Regions from separate parts of the Mus musculus genome. Here region 2 is linked to region 1. Evidence: chromatin contacts called from public Hi-C data. All regions are on one chromosome and are shown on one strand. The core of a region is the stretch at or near the end of the contact, and the rest is flanking DNA. Distances in the headings are between cores, read along the strand shown.

The links. A called contact is a pair of places that touch in the nucleus more often than the background predicts.
Region 2: a contact with region 1 is called in a Hi-C map of liver, with 3 times the contacts expected there. The contact joins two enhancer-like sites. A contact is called at or near these places in 9 of 484 Hi-C or Micro-C datasets (the G1E-ER4 cell line, the HPC-7 cell line, the N1E-115 cell line and 5 more) and 8 of 115 datasets of contacts at active chromatin or transcription factors (CD8 T cells, double positive thymocytes, embryonic fibroblasts and 1 more).

The regions. Positions count from the first base shown.
Region 1 is chr2:68,898,854-68,902,271 of GRCm38.p6, reverse strand. The region is part of intron 1 of Cers6 (ceramide synthase 6); the gene reads right to left. Among named protein-coding and RNA genes, the nearest start is that of Cers6, 39 kb to the right of the region's middle. Within about 2 kb of position 1,406, at least 46 of the 459 cell types and tissues checked have an H3K27ac peak or open chromatin away from gene starts, as enhancers often do. A contact at or near this core is called in liver, where this site is marked.
Region 2 is chr2:69,047,568-69,050,748 of GRCm38.p6, reverse strand. The region is part of intron 5 of Cers6 (ceramide synthase 6); the gene reads right to left. Among named protein-coding and RNA genes, the nearest start is that of Gm52515, 81 kb to the right of the region's middle. Within about 2 kb of position 1,423, at least 7 of the 459 cell types and tissues checked have an H3K27ac peak or open chromatin away from gene starts, as enhancers often do. A contact at or near this core is called in liver, where this site is marked.

The DNA of each region.
Region 1 (3,418 bases), core at 157-2,656:
GGAGGAGTGGTGCAATTATATTATAGTCTCAACAAATAGAATTAATAATTTTTTAAAAATTGGAGAAATGATTGTTGTTCCTTGCCCCAAATACTTTGCTATTGCTGGGATAAACACCATGACCAAAACCAGTTGGGGAGGCAAAGTTGACTTGCCTTGCAGGATTCAGTCTATCTCTAGGGAAACCAAGGCAGGAACACAAGGCAAGAACCTGAAGGCAGGAACTGACAATGGAGGAATGACTACTGTTTACTGGCATGATCATCTACATTTCCCATGAAGCCCAGGCTCACCTCCTCGTGGAAAGCACTACCCAGAGTAAGCTGGGGCCTCGCACATCAATCAACCAAGAAAACATCCCACAGACAAGCCCACAGGCCTGTGGTGAAACTATTTAAGAATATATAACTGTGTGGTGGAAGAGATAGCTTAAGAGGTAAGAGTGTTTCCTACTCTTATAGAATGAATATCTCTGGGTTCAGTTCTCAGCACCCCCATCAGGTGTTTTACCTGTTTTGCCTATTCCAGAAGATTCAACACCCCCTGGCCTCTTCAGACATGGTATGTGGTTCCTATAAACTCAGGCAAACATATATACATATATACATACATAGGAATTTTCTTAATTTTAAAAAAAATTAAAGATTATCTAAATTGTATCCCATAAAGGGAACATTCAGTCAAGCTGGCAGAGTTCATGAAGCCAAAGAAGAATATAGATTTCATGCCTCAAAAAAAAAGAAATACTTTTAACCAAGAGTGAATTAGACTGAACTCTATTAAACCTAGTATGAGTACATAGCAGCAACTGCAATAAAGAAAATGTGGTTTGATGTTTAAATGACCATCTCAAAAGTAAACGCCAAAATCGATCTAAGATTACAGACACAGAAAGTCGCCCAGAGGAGCAAAATGGCCTCTGATCACAAAAACCCTTGATGGAAATCTGATCATAGACCACTGTGGTATCTCAGAAAGGCAGTAACAGTGCCATGGAAACAGGAAGCTTAAAGCAGAGTGCATAATTAAGAGTCAGGATCGCAAGTGTCCACTCAAGCCTTATCTGGACAGAAAGGAAGCTGCCTGGAGAAATGTGGCGGTCTGCACATACAGGAAACCCAGCCTGTTTCTCTCCCTTGTCAATTTTAACTCGGCGCAGTGTTACAAGCCAGGAAGCTCTGATATTTTATCTGGATTTTGCCTCCTCACCTACAAAGGAAAGGCTAATGTGCCTAAAGTTAATGAACTTATTCCAACTCTGAGGTAGACAGGAAAACAATGTTTTCCAAACTCTATCCTCCACTCGTGGAGAAAGGTTTTCCTGTTGGTTCCAGTTCTAAGCTGTCTTCTCTTCCCATAACACAGTAGGAATCTAGCAGGTCGGGGTCCACCACAGAAGGGCGGGTGAGAGGACTAAGCACCTTCCTGCTTAGAGACACAGCTTCCCTGTCAACTGTGTGAGCACAGACAGCAGAGTGACGAGCAGTCCAAGTCAGGCCCTGCTTTCCACATGCTAAATGGAACTGGTTTTGCAGAGGGCTTAGATCTAGAATCAGGAACATCATACCTGAAATTCCCAACAGTTAAGAGAGCTGGAAAAAACTTCAAAGGGAAGAGAGCAAGGCTAAGAGAAGCACCTGAGTTCTAACAGAACGCCAGCCAGCGTAGGAAGAATGGCTACCACGCCAGCGGGAGTTGATTCAGGTGCAATCATCACTGAGGCTGGTGGATTGAGTTTTGATAAGAAGCTGATGCTGGCAGAATTCTCAAAACTCTTCATACAAAATCCAAACTTGTTACAAAAGAGAAGACATTGCAGGTGGTTGTGGGTAAGGTTGTCGTGCAGGCGACCGAGGTTTCACATCCACAATAGTGGACAGGTATGCTATGCATGCATCTTCCAGCTCGGATACAGTGTCTTCAGATGAACACAGCATTCTTTCTGAGTCCTGAAACTGTGTTAACTAAGATGACTCACGAGGAAACATTAGAAAGAACCTTATCTCTGGATAATTAAAGCCCTGTGCTCTTTAAAACTGTCAAGGGTTCCAAAGACAAGGGAAGCTGAGAAACTGTTTTTAATCAAGAGTTCAAAGAGCCATGAGCATTATATGCAATGTATACACCTGGACAGGATCCTGAAACAGAAGGAAAAAAGACCTATTGTTGAGTTTACAATGCCGATATTATGAATTGAATGGCAGTTTGTTTGCTAAGTTTTAGTGCTCTCACTGGTTATGTTGGAGATCATTATTGTTGGGCAAAGTGCACGGTCAAGTGATTCAAGGTAACTGGACAATAGATTTGCAACTTGCTCTCACAAGGCAAAGATAAGGAGTTCAAGATCACAAGCATATGCTACAGAGAGAGCACAGACCATAGTATGAATACAGTAAAATATTAACCATGAGGAAACCCAGAATCTGTCAACTCTATGTCCATTTAGCAACAACTGTAAATTTGAAATTACCTGAAAATTAATTATTGAAAATAACCAATCCATTGGAAAATTATAACTTTGACACTGTGTATAAATGAAGAGAATATATTTATTATGATTTGCATAGACATATTCCCCGCACGGGTCACAGCTGTTCTGTTGGTGGAGGCTATGAACCTTTAAACTATAAATCCTCACTGCTATAGAGCATTAGAGGAAGGTCTTATGGGTTACAATCCACCCCACATTTCTGTCCCTCTGTCTGCCAAGCTGCTCTAGCAATGCCTTCCCCATCTGGAAGGACTGGCTCCTTGAGCTGTGAGCCACATCTCCTCTCCTCAGTCAGGGATTTGATCACAGTGACATAAAATCACTACATAATGTTAACAAGAAAAGATCATAACATGTTAGGTGGGCTCTAGCGCTTCACAGCATAGAAGGTTAGCCATCTAATTTGTTCAAATCCGTTTTGGGAGAAACATTGCTTAACTCATCGTGAAGGTTTCTGTATTTTGAGTATGGCATGGTAGTGAGTGCACACCTGGAATCCAAGCAGCTGGGAAGGAGAGATAAGATGACTACAAGTTTAGGACATCTTGGGTTCCACGGAAGGGAAGGGGAGGGGAGGGGAGGGGAGGGGAGGGGAGGGGAGGGGAGGGGAGGAGAAGAGGAAGGGGAGGAGAGGAGGAAGGGGAGGGGAGGGGAGGGGAGGGGAGGGGAGGAGAGGAGGAAGGGGAGGGGAGGGGAGGGGAGGGGAGGGGAGGGGAGGGGAGGGGAGGAGAGGAGAGGAGAGGAGAGGAGAGGAGAGGAGAGGAGAGGAGAGGAGAGGAGAGGAGAGGAGAGGAGAGGAGAGGAGAGGAGAGGGAAAAGAAAATTGTTGCTAAGTTGGAATAAAGAAAATAATTTGGTTAATAGTATCATAGCAATCACAGTGGACATAGGCTACATAGGTCCCTGAAAAACTTTTTGCATGAACCT
Region 2 (3,181 bases), core at 174-2,673, 150 kb before region 1:
CAACGGGAAACCCAATCTGTATCCCAAAAGCCAGAGGCTCACACTGACTGGTAAGCCAGGCTTATGCTGAACACATGCAACCCCATGCAGTCCCATTGTTTTCTGATACACAACAGTACTCTGGAGGCTGCCTACAGACCACAGCTCGAGAGCAGTAATTCCATTTCATCTTAAACCCAGAAAGCATTAGCCACCACGGCAGTTTGGGATTCAATTCATTATTGAACGGAACAACAGCTTCTACGGTTCCTTCACATACAGCAGCTACAAGATCCCTCAGGCAACTGGAGACATGTCCTGGAGCACACACAGGACAGCTGTTGTGACAGTTCAAAGCACAGAACTAGTGGGTGGCATGGATGCTTTCCGGAATGGTCAATGAAGCACAAGTTCAAGAGAGTTGTATGTTTAGAAAATGGGCAATAGGATGCTATATTCAAAACAGATGATTCTGAGATATTTATTTAAAGATCAGAGGGACAGGAAGGCTGCCAACATACTTGACTAAGCAGATAGCCAGGATGTCTGAGATAAAGGCCCAGCTCCATAGCTTGGTAGTAAAGTTACTTAAAAAATGGCAGGGGCCAGGGATGGAAGATAATGCCTGTTCTGACTGCCTCAGAGGCTCAGGGAGATAGTAAAGTCAGTGAAGTGTATTTAATTTAATGTTTTCTCAACAACACTTTGATGAGCTACTCTTGGTTATATTTATTGAGCTATAATGAAGTGTCTTGGTTTACTCAAAGAACTAAAACAAAACTCTAAAGCTCTTCAAATACATTTAGACTACTGTTCAGAAGGCAAGACTCCATACTGTAAAGGAAATTAATGTTATACGCACCATCTGCCAATCACAATGCAATGGATAGCTATCACAAGATGGCCCTTACTCACTCAGGACAGGCATCAAGGAAACTATGTCTCTCTCATATTTCTGACGAGGTACTTTAGGCTTAGACGTTAGATCAGCAGTTTTAAACTCTAAGTGACAAGGAAAATTGCTATAGACTGAAAGCTGGTGTCTCTACAAAGCCATGTGGTAAACTGCATAGTCCCTGTGATGGAATGTGCAGATTGGAGGACAGCTGGGCAGGAGGGAGGCCATGAGAGGGGGAACTCTCATGAAGGACCTCACAAGGTCTTCCTGCGGAATCCTGTGGCCCAGTGAAGGAAGCATCAGTGCCCAGTGGTACCTTGAAAGAGATCTACTTCCCACTGACATGTCTCTTTAAGACTGAAAGACATTAGCAAGGTATTTAGGCAAATGCTATCAGCAATGCAGTCTGGGAAAATGGCCCTGGCTGGAGCTGAGGTCAGATTTGGTATTGATGAGATTTTCTGACTTCTGGCATCCTCATCTGGGAATGTGCCTCGGAGGGGGTCACAGGACAAGTCAGATCACGATGGGAAGGGCAGAGTTCCTGCGGGAGCATGGCAGTAATCAGCACTCGCCAGCCGCTCTGCAGTTGGCGAAACACTCCCATGACTCACTCTGAGCATATGAAATCTGTAAAATTACTACTCTCGTTTTTCATCTAGATTATACAGCTGACAGAAAATTGCTATCAATTAACTCAGGTTAAAAGTTTACATCCAGGTCTCAGAGCTATTGAGGCCCTGATCCCTGCATTAGACTTCTCCTGCCTCGTGTACGCATGCCCCTTGTAACGAGCTGTGCAAGAGTCAACTGCATATAAGCCTGTCTTACTTTTATCCTTAAAATACACACCCATATGGAACTCTTACATGTGTAACGAATGGACACTCTCATATAAAAGAGGGAATGTTTAAAATTGAAGTGCACTACTATTTTTTCACCTAGAAATCTATCCGGTTACTTATATAATATATGTGTTAAAGACATAATGAATAATGAATAATTTCATGAGCTTGTTCAATATTTAAAAGTGCACTGAAGGTTTGAGACAGACTCTGGACTATAATCTGCTGTATGTATTTATATACATATGACTTATACAAAGTATTATACTTGCATACATGCTATTTCATTTCCTATGCCCCCTACACAAAGAAAGTCATTAATTTTATTAGCATATGGCTCTTGGCACGGCTAACTACTGTTGCCAGAGATCATGAGTTTCTCTTCACTTTGGGGAGCACTGGGCAGAATTACTCAGTACTGGACTATGATACCTTACGAACACAAGGCCATTCTTAACCGAATCCACACAGATGGGGCATCTTCCTTTCCATCCTAGTGGTGTTTCCACTTTTAAATATAACCTTATCTCCTAGCCCCTCAGACTCTTGTGCTTTCTGTAAAACAGCCCACAGCGACATTCTGGGCTACTGTCCTAGCATTCATCTGAAACCAAGCAACTTCTCAGCTACAGGCAGAATGCAAGAGTTATTTCGGCTACATTTACAGTTAGAAACAAGGTTAAGTGGTACGTTTTATATGACACTGATCACAATGTCTTTCATGTTACAAAATTTACCTTTGAAATGTGGGGCACTGCAGTGGATGGCATGCCAACTTTCCAGTTAAAGTTCCTAGAAGCCTTTTCAAGTAGAAATGTAGATAGGTGTGGATAGTAAAGTCCAGTTGGGCTAAAGACAACCGGTAAGGTAACCGGCTGGTTTCTGTCCTCCATGCCACAGTCTTAGGAATTCTCAGCTTTTTCTAACTGTGTCATGCTGATTATGTAAATTCATTCCCAATCTAAATAAATTAAGGGATTCAAATGCAAAGTAGAGTTCTATTTCAAGTCACCCTTAGCCTAGAAGGAGTACCTAGTGTCAGCCTCCACCCATTGCAGCTATGTGGAGAACAGGGAAGGTATAGAAAGGCCTTATGTGCACAGAAGTCCACATGTACCTGAAGGTGTTCAGTACAATGCCTGGTTCCATTTGCTTCCCTTACAGGACATGTCCCGAGTACCTAGAAAATTCCTGGTCCCACCATTGATATTCCATTACCAATCGATTTAGGGATAGCAAAGACTTGTGCTAATAGTAATGAACTCATAAGAAGATGCGAAAGAATAGCAAGGGCAGAGACGGAAAACACTCCCTTTTCAGGGCTATGACTTAATTTCAAAGATGGTGTCTACTGTTTTCCTCACTGAAACAATTCAGCCATGTGTGATGATGGCATTAGTGTATTTTTTCTGCATTTGGAGAAGTAGTCCGTGGTGATTTACGTCTTTAGAGGCCACTT